2 separate regions of the Ovis aries genome follow, and region 2 is linked to region 1. A link is a contact called in public Hi-C data. All regions are on one chromosome and are shown on one strand. Each heading gives the region's core, a stretch centred on a gene start, on an enhancer-like site or on the middle of the called end of the contact. The rest is flanking DNA. Distances are from core to core; before and after follow the strand shown. Region 1 holds the start of SEPTIN7 (septin 7). Region 2 overlaps LOC121819403 (a long non-coding RNA gene).

The links. Hi-C and Micro-C count contacts between places; a contact is called where the count stands out from the background.
Region 2: a contact with region 1 is called in a Hi-C map of hypothalamus, with 4 times the contacts expected there. The contact joins the enhancer-like site here to the promoter of SEPTIN7 in region 1. A contact is called at or near these places in 5 of 16 Hi-C or Micro-C datasets (blood, hypothalamus, skin fibroblasts and 1 more).

Annotation. Positions count from the first base shown.
Region 1 is chr4:62,905,401-62,912,700 of ARS-UI_Ramb_v3.0, forward strand. It overlaps SEPTIN7 (septin 7), which reads right to left and starts at 4,067. Exons shown (of 14, transcript XM_060415027.1): 1 at 4,016-4,067.
Region 2 is chr4:62,975,613-62,982,912 of ARS-UI_Ramb_v3.0, forward strand. LOC121819403 (a long non-coding RNA gene) reads right to left here. Exons shown (of 5, transcript XR_009600493.1): 5 at 1-7,300. Among named protein-coding and RNA genes, the nearest start is that of HERPUD2, 28 kb to the right of the region's middle. Within about 2 kb of position 4,014, at least 9 of the 54 cell types and tissues checked have an H3K27ac peak or open chromatin away from gene starts, as enhancers often do. A contact at or near this core is called in hypothalamus, where this site is marked.

The DNA.
Region 1 (7,300 bases), core at 2,817-5,316:
CACATAAATACCTAAAATACACTTCAGAATAAAGTAGGCAAGATTAGGCTTTACTCCCAACCTCAGAGGATACTTATGTACTCTCCTCAATCTGCAAAGTACTTCTGAAATTAAAAAACATTGCTTAAAATAAAATACACAAACTTCAGGACAGGCATGACCTCATCTTTAAACTACTGTCACTAAGATTTTTAGGTCTATTTGTTACTGCACCATGGTTTAACCCAGAACTATTCGAAGCATAGTCTATAGAGGAACCAGTCTGATTGTTCAATGGTTTACACCAGAGAAGTACAAATGTAGAACACAGAAATGAAAATTTTTATACCAGAATAACTTTATGTCTAGTGGATCTTTAAAAATTGGGGCTTGTATTTTTGCCTTTTAAAATTTCATCTGCATTAGTAAAAATAACTTACAATAACTTGTACTTTACAATTGTGTCAGTTAATAGTGAATTGGAAATTTAAAAAAATAAAATAACACTGTTTGAGCAGCAGTAACCTAAACCTATCATTGACTTATACATCTAGTAAGTGGCAAAGCCAGGATTTGACTGCATGTCTGTCTGACACCAAAGTCTTTTTTCTTAGTCCTTATACTATATTTGTTATTATTAACACTTTGAACTCAAATCCCTATCTGTAATCCCTATCTCTGTAGAGATACACTGCACCAAGTATGAATTACAAGGACCTTTTGTGTGTCTCATCTAAGGCCTTCAACGCTGAATGCTAACCAAGCTGCCTTTTTGGTCCCTTTTACCCAAGCTCATGCTCAAAATCTGGCTCTCCACATCTTCCATAATGCAAAAGGACAAGACCAAAAACATTTTTTTCTCCTCAAAGTCAAGAGCAGAGACATTTAATGATATAATACTATCTTCTTTTGCAACCCACCCTGCTTTCTATATAACTGTGGGAGATGACCTCCTCTCAAGGAAAAGTAGATCTCAGATCTTTCTAACCACACCAGCTACATAAAGTACACAACAAATTAATCAGAAATAAGACAATTTCATTTAGCCTTACATCCTCACACTAAGACCTCTATCATAAAGTTTAAAGACCTTCAACTTCACCAATCCATACTGCACATCTCCCTAAGTGTTTTTACAAACTTTTTTGATCACAGTTCTCAATTAAAAAAAAAAAGTTATGTCTCAACACAATATACAATACTTACACAACAAAATTTACCACTCCAAATTTTTACAATGTACTGCTATTTTTTATTTCTTTACTACTTTGTGAAGTATTGGTAGAAATCCACAAAACTGATTTCAACATCCACTTGTCTCAACTCACAGTCTGCAAAACACTGCTGTAGAGACCAAATGTAGGTCTACATTTAACAGTGTGCTCTCATCTGGCAAGCCTAACTTATAATCACACTACCTTAAAATTCTACTCCTCAAAAACACATTTTTTATACATCAGTTTCATTGTGCAATAGATCTTGTCATTTAGAGTCCAAACTCTGTACAGAAAAATAAAAGTTTTGTCTCAAAATTTAGTAAAATGTACAAATGTTAAATTAAGTTTCTACTTCTAATCAACAACTGAAGCTAATAGTTTAAGCTAATAGTTTACTAGCTTAAAATGTGAAACATGCTCTCAGCTGATAATTTAATTAGACAATAACACTCTATTGGCAAATACAAGAATAGTCTATAGTGAATACATATACCATCAATTTATAGAAAGTCTGAAACCAACTTAACCCACTATCTTCACACCAAGTGGTCTACTCATCTGACCACTCCCTATTATTGAGATCTTGGAAATCTAACTCTTCCTCCTTATCATTTTTTGTTGCTGTTTAGTCACTAATCCATGTCCAACTCTTTTGCAACCCCATGGACTGTAGCCCGCCAGGCTCCTCTTTCCATGGGATTTCCCAGGCAAGAATACTGGAGTGGATTGCCATTTCCTTCTCCTGGGGATATTCCTGACCCTGGGATCGAACCCTCCTCTTCCCTATCTCAGGAGGATTCTTTACCATGTGAATTGTCATTTTTAACCCTCTACAACTGCTCTAAGGTCTTTCAGGGGTCCTATCTTGTCTCAGAACAGCTCAGAAGTCCTGACATGTAGTTATTTAAGATTATTTCTTTGGGAAAATATGCAAATCCAAAGAATCAATTATATAACAAAGTTTTGAAACAAGCTATTGGTAACTGATATGTATCTGATACATAAATTACCTTTTCTGTAGTTATGTATCGAATATCTCTAAATCAAAATCAGAAACCAGACACTTTTACTTTACACAATTGTAATAGTTTCTGCAAATTAAAATCTACTTGCCATAAACACACAATAAATTTTTCAGTTATGAGCTTCAATTCTGTGAGCCTAAGAGCACGTGATATTTTTAACAACTGTATTGAGAAGACCTGGCTCCGTCATGCTGTCCAAGCACAGAAGGACACAATGCTACCATACAATCATCTACGGAGCTTCCACATTTATTTCATAGTTCCACTCAACCCAATCTCCTCTAGCCCCACCCACTGAACAGCTGGGTGGGATGAAAGATTGTTTCCTGCCCCCGTTCCCCCCTCCTCCCTGCTCCTTCCCCTGCTATTTGGAGGAATAAGAGATACAAGAAACATTAACTAGACTGGTAATTGTTTATATACTGCTAAGGCAGTATCCTTCAGTCTATCAGGATTTCATAAACTTCATCTCTACCTGTGCACCTAATGCCAAAAAACTTCCCTTCTAAACTTGCTTATAAACAAGTTTTTATAAAGGGTAGGGAATTGACTTTACTCATCACCTTAAAAAATACATAAAATGCTTTAGAATCTAGATTACCTGTTGATTTCGATTACCAAGGGTACTCAGAAAAATATCCTTCCATTTCATCAAAGTAACAACACCAAGAGAAACCACAGTTGAACTAGAACAATAAAGTCGCAAGAATAAACTAATTCAGTATCTAAACAAACACCTGGACCTCACAACCCAGATATGAAACAGTGCACTCTCAAAATGTAACTCAGCAAATGGAAACGTGTTAGAAAAATTTCAGTTGCTAGTTCCTACTATATACACAGTATGAAATGGAACTCGGGAGTGGAAAATGTGAATGAAATGGCCTCGTTCTTTTTCCAATACGTGGAGGAGAAAAGGAAATGAAAGGGCTTCTTAAGGGAAGAAATGAAAATACTTAAATATTTTCAAAACTTAATTTCCTTAAACATCGCCAGTCCGTATCTCCAACTCCCTCCCTTTTCCAAAGACCCTTCCCAGCCCTTCGGCTCCTCCGGAGGGCGCCCTTACTAAACGTTCTCTTTTCCCCTTTTCTTAAAAATTAAGCCCAAACCAGGCTCCTCATCCTCCTTATTCAAGCTTTGCCCGCCATCCACCGGCCTCCGGGGCCGCGCCTGGGGAAAGGAAGCCCCAGAGCCGGGGAGGGGGAGCAAGGAGGCGACACGGTCGCTGGAGCCGCTGCAGCAGCCGCCGCCGCCTGCACCACAGCTTCAGCCTGGTGCATCCCTCTTCCTCCCTCCCCGCCGCCGCCCTCCCGGGGCCGGCCCACACAGCACCCTCACCCGGACGCGCACACACATTCCCACCCTCCTCGCCAGGCCCACTCCCCCACGAGGGGAGCTCCGCCGCGGGAGTTGCGGCCGCCGACGCGAAGAAGCAGGGCCGCGGAGCCGGAGGCCCGGCAAAGGAGACCCTGCTCGGGGTCCGGCGGCGGAGGCCGCGGCTCACGTCTCTCCACTCCCCGGGCCCGCCCGCCGCGGCACAGGAAATGCCGCCGCCTCGGTTCTCCACACATTCAATTCAAACTGTCACTGCCGCCGCCTCCCCTCCCCCCGGGTCCGCCGCCACCGCCGCGCCCCGGGCCCGCCGTCGCCCCCCACCTCACCTGCTTTCGCCCCAGCGCCGCGCCTCGCCTCAGGGCGTTTCCCCCACCACCACCCGATCGGGGGGCCGCAGAGCCCCCCAGCGTCCCGAGCCGCCGACCCGAGTCGCGACGGCCCAAAGCTGAGACTCACCCATGGTGCTGCTGTTGACGCTCCTCTCCTCAGCAGCAGCGGATCTCGCACTGACCGACATCCCCTCCCCCCTCCGCGACCAGCCCGGGCGCAGCGCAGCCCGCCGATTCTCCAAAGCCGCCTACGCCGATTCCGCGGCGTAGCCGCCCGGAGTCGCTGCTCCGCTTACGCAGGCAACAGCGGGCGGACTCCTCCACTGGTTCTCGCCGGACTCCCGCTCCCTCCTCCGCCCCTCCGCCCCCTCAGACGAGGCTTCCGGGCCGAGCGGAGGCTGGCTTCGATCTCGCGAGATTACTTCATCGCTGCCCCGCCGACTCGCTCGTTTTTCGAGCATGACTTCATTGGCGTCAGCGCTCTTTTGCTGTTCGGATTTAGCCGCCATGTTAACATTGGAAGATCTGGCACCTCCGGGGTCATGGATAGTCAGGCTTCTGTGCGTGTTTCTTCAACACCGCCGCTAAGGTTAACGCCTTACGTTAGTGGGTGAAAAGCCTGGGGACGCTGAGAGGGAGTGGCCCGTGGGGTGCGAGGGTGTGGTTTTGCCCTAATCAAAGATGGCTGCCGTTTGTGCAGCCCCGCGCGTTTTCACGTCAGGTTTCGGAGCTGGAGGAGCCTCTGGGTTGGTCTCCGCGCTTACTTACGAAATTGGCGTAAGGCAAAGAGGTGCCACTAAAAGAGGCCAGACTGGGAGGCAACGCTTTGGATAGGGGTCGCCTGTATGCCTTGGCTCCAGGTTTACTGGCCTGGCAGTAATGTGAATGCTAGTGGAGAGATACTTCGAGGCGGGTGTCTATACCCCCATCCGTCCCCGGTTCCTCAGTTTCCTTCACGTTCGGAATGAAAAGTGAGGTTAGGCCCTGGTTACCTCGACATTGCCCTCGCGCTGTCACTTTCCAGTGGCCTGGCACAGCGAAGAGGTCCACTGCTGCAGCTTCCACTGCGGACTCTTCACGACCACACTCGTATTGGCTCAGCCTGTTGGGGCCCGGTTTTGTCCTCGTGGTGCTCACACCACAGTTGAGGAAATGAATGGACACACGTGAAACTATTGGGTATCAGTTAAAAAATAAGGGTTAAAGTGTGTGGTTTCCTACTGTTAATTAGCAGTGAATGTTGCTCAGTCGTTGGCGCCTTCCCCAGCTATTTTCTAGTGAAAGTAGCCTCCTTTTGCTCAGAACAACACGTGATCTTTTGTACCTTTCATAAAAATTAATCGCTGTCTTCATTGTATAGTTCATGCACACGTATTTTGTTTCCTGTTAAACTTCATGTTATGGAATTGTATGCATATGTAATTATCATGAGCTAACACAAAAATGTTCATAGCATTCTTATATTAGTGCAACAATTTAAATATTAACTTACAGGAGAATGGGTGAACAAGTGACATTATTGGACAAACTGAAATACATAGAATGCTAAAAAACGGAAATTAATAAACGAAAGCTACTAGTATTAATTTAGAGTTCATTAATATAATATTGAGGAAAATAACTTACAGAAAGATGTATACGGTGTATCATAAATAAAAATTTAAGAAACTGTGAAGATCATATAAGGTAATTATAGATACCAAATTCAGGATAGCGATTAGTTCCAGAGAGGAGGAGAAGAGAACGTGATAGGTTTCATTTCATAGGATGTTTTTTCTACCAAAAATAATTTGCAGAAAATGTGGCGAAACCTTAAAGGTGGGTGAAGGATACATGGATGTTAAATTGTAATTATTTTCTGTACTCTTTTCTATAGTTGAAATGTTTCCAAGTAATTTAATAAAAATTTTATCTAAGAAAACAGCTCATTTTGTATCTTGATACTGTTTCTTAAGTATCCCTTTATACTAAATTGCTTATATATATAAAGTGTGTTACAACTTGCCTGGTCAACCAATAGTGTTGAATTTCTGAAACTTCACAGGAGTGCTTTATTAGAAAACTGTTAAATTTCTTCTGTGGAGAAGGCAGTGCAGCAGATAATTTAAATGTGTGACTTATGGAGTCAACCTGCTTGGGTTCACATCCCATCTCTACCATTTACTAGCCAAATGCCTGAGAGGGCAAGTTGCTTAAATTTTCTGTGATCCAATTTCCTCACCTATAAATGGGAATAATCCTTGTCTAATTGAGTTTTTGTGAGAGATGTGCTCAGTCCATAGTACAGTATATGCTTAATAAATTACCTACAAGTGGATTATTTTAAAATATAAAATTATGCTGAATACTGTTATTGTTTAATAAAATCTAATAGTTTATAAAGAAGAAAGTCTCCCATCTCTATCAAGCGGATCTCTTAATAGATGTGAAAGAGGTGAATTTTGTTATTTTGCTCTCTGAAAATGGATAAATTATTAATATAAATAATATTAATAAGTTATTTGCCTGGGTTTGTTCATACTCTCCTACAAATTCCATCACACACAATAATTTCCTTACCACTTTCCACTGAAAATTAAAGGGAAGATTATAGGCAGTGAGATGATGACATCTTTTGGAACTTTCTCTCTGAGGAGTTCTAATAGTAAATGATAATATAATGTGTATGTGTACATGCACCTGTGTGTTAGAAATTATATGGGGAAGGAGGGAATGGAGAGAGAGAAAATTATAGTATTAGTTTCATGATCTCTACTGCACTGTCTGCAGTATTATATTTGTAAAGAAAATTTAGTCTAGACCTTAACCTTCTGACTCAGAAATAGTCTTTTAAAAACAAAGAACTGGAACTTCCCTGTGATAAAGAGGATAAGAATCCACCTGCCAATGCAGGGGACAAAGGTTCGTTCCCTGGTCCAGGAAGATTCCTCATGCTTCAGAGCAACTAAAGCCCATGCGCCACAACTGCCGAGCCCACACGATGCAGCCACTGAGGCCCCTGTACCTGGAGCCTGTGCTTGCAGCAAGAGCAGCCACACCAGTGAGAAGCCGTGAACTCCAAGAGTAACCTCTGCTTACCACAACTAGCGAAAGCCTGTGAGCATCGAAGAACCGGGATAACCAAAAAAAAAAAGCAAAACTATAGGTTTGCCAACGTAAAAAAAAATAAAAACCAAAAACTCACCTGAAATTTGGATAGACTATGTAAATTGTTTTCACTGCATATGTACAATGTCCAGTCTCAGCTTTGCCAAGCAATGCTTGTTTCCCTAGTTAGCACTCTCTTCCACAACAGCCGCTTCAGATTTGCTCCATTGTTTTCAAACCATCTCCCTCATTTACTCTCAGCAAAAAATAGAACCCGTCAGAGAGGAACTTCAAGAACCTCTTGCCCCCACATTCATAAGACTAC
Region 2 (7,300 bases), core at 2,764-5,263, 70 kb after region 1:
GGGGATACAGATAGGTGTGGGAGAAGATGTCAGAGTCCCTGCCTCCTTAGGTTGACACTGCAGAGAGGGAGGAAGTAAAAATAACACATTTGTACCCCTCCACCCTCAGCAATATGTTCACATCTTCCAACACATTCTGACTCCTGTTCCCTCCTGGACTCTCCCCTCACCTGGCATCAGAATAAGAGGCTTTCCTTGTCCCTGGTCTGGTCTTCAAATCCCTAAATCCCTTCCTCCTGTTCCAAGGAGTTATATTTTACACAACAAGGAATCAATGACAAGTGATTCCTTAAGAAAAGAATCAATGACAATGCTGTACTGGGTGCTGTGCTTGAAGGTCAGACATTTGGGGTAAATTAAAAAAGCAATCATAATGAGCAGGGCTTCTGCTATAGCAACCTCTATCCCCTGCTCTCCTCCTAGTTATGTCTCCAAGGCTTGTGGGAAAAGCCATTCTCCTTGGCTCCATGCTGTGGAATCAGGAACTGGCTGTAAAAGTGTGCGTTTCACTCGTTCTGTGGGGTCTAGCACCTACTCCACCTTCATCACTTTCTGAGCTTGTGTCAAAGCTTTCTGGGAGACTCCATGGCTGTACTGCTGAAAGAAATGTCTGGGAACCTTCTTAGAACAACTCTCACTCCACATTATTATCGCTCCTCGGTAATGGATTGCCTATCCATCACCCTGTCTGTCCTTGGCTCTTACTCACTGGCTAAGTGCTGATTTTTTCAGATGCAACCATCTCCCACGCCCAGGGATTCCATCCAAGGATAATGGCAATCCTGTCACACTGGCCAGTGATCCACCTACGGAACTGCTTGTCATGTGATCCTGGTAAATAAAAATAAGTGGGCAAAGAGAATGACTAGAAAGACTTGTAAATGTTTTCCCTGCTGTGAAAATGAGACTTGTGAAAAGAAATAATTTCTGCATCTCCATGGGGAATATGGCATGATAACAACCAGCTTGAAACTGTGACAAAGTTAGCCTGAGGACAAAACTTATTAATATTTGCTGCAAATGACAGGGAATGTGGGCCCTTGATGATGATGTTGAGTTGGTGAGTCAATTGACCTACGACTACCCTACTCAAGACCTCTCATGATATAATGCACTGTATTTTCCTTATTGCTAAAGTCAGTTGGGTCAGCATGCATTATCTGCTACTTATACCTGAAGGTTTCCTGATATACCTGTCTACGTCCAATAATATGGATGATAAAGAATCTCAGCTCTTGGTCATAGGTAGGTTTTTATTAGACCTTTCTGAGATTTGGGGAGGAGGAAAACAACAGGAAAAGAAATCTACACTGTGGTTTTTATTTATTTTTTAACGAAGATTTTTATTTTAAGGTAATTGTAGACTTATATGCAGTTGGCAGAAATAATGGAAACTCTGTATGCTTCACCCAGTTTTCCCCAACTGTAACAATTTCCAAGCCTGTAGCATTAAAACAATATCACAGTCAGGAAATGGACACTGATAGAATCCGCCAACCTTATTCAGACCTCACCAGTTTCACATGTATGTGTGTGTGTATGTGCATAGTTTGCTCTATGTACTTTAATCACACGTGCAGGCTTGTGTATTCACCACCACCATCAAGCTACAGACAACTGGGATTTATTTTTAAAAGAAGCTGTTAAGCTCTTCATCTTTTGCAGTGCTTTTTTTCAAACTGTGCTCCTTGGAACCCTTGGAATTCTACCCCTCTGTCTGACTTCAGTCACAGCAGGTCATTATATATCTATTTTATATTTTAGGCTTCACAGTAAGCCTTTATCTGGAGAATAAGTTCCTAACTTAAAAAGAGAATGGGACTGATAATCTATAGTAAATATACCTTTGATATTTAAATGATGGTACCTAAAAAGAACTTTATATTCTCTCAAGGTACTTTTCAGTCCATTGTCTCTCTTAAGTCTTGAAACAACTTTGATAAAGTAACTAAACAAATGAACAAATATCTCTACAACCCATCCAAACAAACAGTAGTGGAGGGAGGTTTAAGACAGGCACTTTACCTGAGCACCCTCTGCATTTGTCAGCCAGGAAGGGCAGCAGACAGCGTCCCACTTCCTCCCTTGGCCAGAAACCCCAGCAGAACTGAGAATGAAACCCTTTTTGTTGTAGTACAGGATTTGTTCCGGAACAGGTGATTTTGGCATTTTTCCAAGTAGTTTTACCGAAGCTGGGAAGCACTATATAAGATGGATCCCCTCTTTCAAGGAGGAGGTGATGAACCTAGGCAACCCAGAATGAGTCACCTAGGTCAATTTTGGCCAGTCCTGACTGTTGCACCACAAGTCTTTTTCATCTTTATGCTTCCATTGCTTAGCATAAAACCCAGCAGATGAAAGGTATACGAACAATGCCTGATGATTTAATAAATAAATCTGCTTCTGTGTCAGTTGAAAACAATGGATTTTGTTCTTGCTGAGTAAATGAGAGGAGGACTAATAATAGACATCGCTGTCTACATTTCTTTAATCTGTGGAAGCCTGTGCATGCTTTGCCTCTGCTGTGGCAAAATGTATTTGAAGAATCTGTGACTCTATGAGAAGGCTCCCTGGCTTAAGCAAGACCTTCTTTTACGGAATTTCTACCATTTCCTTGCAGCTCTGGCAAATAAGGCAGTGTCTGGGATCTGAGACACTCAGTAAAGGAAGTCTTTGCAGGCGGCAGCAGCTCTGGAATTTCCCACAGCCACTCCTCTAACAATCTTCTAAAATCTTTAGTGCTTTGATTGAATCAGATGCAAAGTATAATGGGAAGTTAGCCACTGTCTGTAAATTTTTATGAAAACAATTTGAAAAATTACATCCCTTAAACAGTTTTCACTAGCATGGTGTTTTCTAAACGCTTCCTCTTGGAAAACCCCTTTTAATATGATTTCCTCCACAAAATCCCTGTTGAAAGAATTTGTTTATAAGCAAACACATTTGTTAAATAATAATAAATTTATCTTCCCAAGAGGAAACCAAGAAGTCAAGCTTTTTTTCCTCCCCTAACTAAAAGTCATCCTTGAGGCTTGATTGTGAGTAAACAATTATGTTAAGCTTCTTGACAAATGAAAATAGCTAAAGAAATTCTTCCTTGCCCCCTTAGATGGTGCTTATTATTTTCCTAAACGGCTGGGTTTCTAGGTTTGAAGCTAGGTTCCAGAGGACATCAGGTAGACAGCACCCATTTAACAAAGGCCTGTGACTTCTAGGTCTTTTGCTATCGATTTACCCTCCTTACTTGTAATAAGTGCTTTATGATGGCAGTGGTAAAAACCAGCTTACCAATACAGAAGTCATAAGAGATACAGGTTCAGTGCCTGGGAAGATTGATCAGGAAGATTCCCTGGAGGAAGAAATGGCAACCCACTCCAGTATTCTTGGCTAGAGAATCCCATGGACAGAATAGCCTGGTGGGCTATGGTCCATGGGGTCACAGAGAGTCAGACATGACTGAAGTGACCGAGCATGCATGCATGCATATCTGCCTAAGGTTCTGCCCGTGTAGATGTCCTGCTGAGTGATGAGATTTCTGTCTGCCAAGCAGGCAGAGGCCAGACTTCAGCTCCAGTCTTCTGTTGACAAGACATCACAGGATGGTCAACAAGCAAGCTGTCCTATCCAGTCCCCTCACCTAAGGAGTTGTCCGTTTGAGGTATAGAATAAGTCACTTGTCTTCCTTGAACCCCTTCACCATGGTCTTGCTTCATTTGTGGTATGAAGCTTTTACATTAGGATGGGGAAAAAATTCTCAAGCCAGAGCATACTACAACAGTAAGTAACACTATTTTCTAAAAGAAGAAAAGAGTGTTTTTATTACCTTCATAAACTGCAATAGCACTTTTTTGGGGAATTATTAGAATAAATAGGAGCTTGGAAATCTGACCTTGGCTGGTGCAAGAATAGAGAGAATCTGGTACTTCTGAATCTCCCATTCAGGTTCTCAATGTTCCAGGAAGCAGTGTGCTCAAGTTTCTTTTCTCCATTTAGTTCTCCTGAATGCCCAGCTTCAGTGCCTGGGCATTGCTGCCAAAGATCCTGCTGGCACATTCAGCTGCCATTCAAGGAAACAACCCTCCACACCGCCTCGCACTTGGAAGTCTGTCTTACAGGATAAAACAGGTGGAAGGACATTTTGCCTTTAGAGTTCTACTGGCATGTCTTGCTACTTCTATTGCGTGGTGCCAAGAATGACAAAAATCTTTTGTGTATGTTTAGGGGTGGAAAGACTAGATATTACTGTGAATAGCAGTTAACTTGCTGTTTGGATAAGATTCCCGGGCAGCTGTTGTAACTCAGGCAGCAATAACTCTAACACTTGGCTCTGTTGCTAGGATGAATTGATAGAAAATTTGGAAAAACCATGTAAAAAATTATGCTCCCATGATACTGTTCAATATATTGCAAATCAGCTTAAAGACTGAATATCTGCTAGTATCATAAGGAAGTACAATGAGCATACTAATCAACTAGGGTTATATTTATATTTCCATTCTAATTATCTTCTGCTTTTGGTAAAGTTATTAGCATAGGTTGGCAAAAATTTGAACTGACACAAAATTTGCAATCTATAGGTATAATTGAGACAAGATTACCCTTTTTTTTTTACATGCTGACAACCTTATCTGTACTAATCAGTTAATTCAATTTCACAATGGAATTACAAATTCTAACTTGTGAATTTACTAATTAATTGTTCTTAGCCAAAGACTTGAACCCATGTTTAATGTTCAGTCTTCACAAATACAAAAACAATTTTTTATGTGTTGTATAAAGAAAAAGATTACATTAGTATTTAAATGGTAGGGTTTTTTTATTAAATTAAAATTATACTTTAGTGGAAGATTAAAATATGATTAATTGAAATAAATTATTTCTGAAAAATGAGTTTGCAACATAGTTATATCAATCTCAACTTTGTCTGTTAAATCTTAAGATTCCCTCGATCTTATTAACCTACATCAATTAAAAAAAAAAAGTTGCATGGTCTTGCCTTCATCCTCTCCTTTTTGTTGAACATATTCAGACCAATAATAAGGGACACAATTGCTCCCGTTTCAAAACTGGTTTAGCATGGCCATTACTAATATAGTCAATGATCCTGTATTACCAGCAAAACATAGAATTAAAATTGATCTTGGCATAAATTGACTTATTTTAATTTGGTTATTTGATCACAGCTGGAAAGTTGAACACACAGTAAGAAAGCCATCTGGCCTGGCCTGTCTTTATTCATCCTGACCACTCACTACTTTGGCTTATCTACGGCATTTCTTCTACTTTCTCATAAGAGTCCCAACTTTTCTCATAAGTGCCTTAGTCAAAGCCCACGTGGCCTCAGCTATAGTGCTGGCCAATCTGGTCTGTCAGGCCCAGCAGTCACATGACTCACCTGTGCTGGCCTCTCTGTCATTCCTGGTGCCTGATTAGGCCCAGCAGCCTCTGCCAGTTTTGCAGTCTACTTCCTAACGCAGGCCTCAACAACTCCTGTGGTGCCTTCTTCTGCCATCATATTTTATCCAACACTCTTGCTTGCCTCTCTTGGCAACTATCAGCTTAGCTGATAGCACTTACATGCACCTGCATACTGATAAAGCCAAACCACAAGATAAACTCTTGGCCCTACGGCACTGACTTTGGGCCTTCCTTCGACCTTTTGGACATAGCACTGGAATTTGATCTTCCCAGAATTTCAATACTACTTTTTCTTTGAGAATTCTTTCTCCTTTGATGTCCAAGGAGGAGCACCTTCTTTGTTTCTGCTCTAAGAACTTAAAGTAAAGGTGATGCCTCCTGCTTTATGTTGCCTTCTTGTTGCTGCCTCTGAGCTGGCCAGTTCAGCAGGTCCCCAGGCCTGGCCCAGATTCACGTGAATGCTCATTACCCCTGCCTATCTATCCTTTCCAACTGCAGTGCTCTTGGGCAGGTTGATAGTATTGCCTCTGTTCATATTGCCTAGGGTTTACGGCAAAATATGACTACAGATTAGAGCAGATGTGACTGAACGTAAGTGGGAAAAATGAAATTGTAAGGAAAGAATTATAGGAAAGGAGGTGGGATAAGAGGATCTAAATGGAGTTACTAGTAGGAGTGAGTAAGAACATATAGCAGTGAAATGAAAGACTTTGGTGGTGGGGAATGTGAGAACAAGATCATGAGTATTAAGAGAGCTATACTTAATCATGAAATCCCACCGACTTAGAGCTTTGGTGTTTGACTAGTAACATGCCTTACACACTTAATGGACATAGTTCAATAACCATCTTGTTTAATGAATAAATGTCCTAGAAGAATTAATGAGAATAAAATTAAGGAAGGAAGTTCCTCAATTCCTTAAATATAATTTGCAAATCTTAATGGGGATAAAGCTGTTATATACAGCACTAATGGAAGTCTATAACTTTAATACAAGTTTTTAACATAATTTTATCATATCCCTAAAAGATGATATAACTAGTGTTTATGAATGCAAAAATCTTAAGAAACAATGGACTAAAAGGTTACATGGTGAAGATGGCTTTCCACAAAAAGTAAATTTTTTTTTCTAAAAATAAGGCAAAATAGGGCAATTACCTATAGCAATAAATTGGGGGAAACAGGCTGTTTAAAGGCAAATCATCATTATAATCCATTATTCATGTGAATTTATATTTTTTAAGCAGAGTATTGGAGAAAAAGCTGTTCGATATTTGGGCAATCTTCAAAATTTATTTTCATAGATTTTTAGCACCTATGTTGTTTCTATTCCTGATCACTCTTTTAGGTTTACTTCAAGGTAAATGATGGTTGAAAAGGATTTTCTATTGTCTCTTTTGTATTGTGGACAGGAGTCGGTAGGTAGCAGTTGGTAGGTCAGAGCTGGTAGGGAGGAGGAGGAGGAGGAGGAGGAGGAGGATGGAAGTAGAAGGAAAGCATCTTTGTGTTCCTATAAAGCTTCTAGTTTTATAGGGAAGATTATGCTTTTTATTATATTCAGCCATTTTCCGAACTGATAGTTATTTACATCTGCAATTAGGAATTTAAAAATCCTCTAAAATGAATGATTTTGTTTTTCTGATAAAAAAAATTGAGGGAGGATTCTGTAAGCTGCTGCTTTAAGAGCTCTATCCTTGTGTTTGAAGGGCCCAGAAATACTAACCAAAACTGCCAAATAATCTGAGGGTAATTCTAATACCATATGCTCACATTTGTAGCCCTTATAATTTGCCTACAGAGTATTCCTACAAAGTGCTCCTGAGTCCACATGATGAAGTGCATCACGGAAGTGGATCCTATTTCCCCATAAGAGCAACGTCAC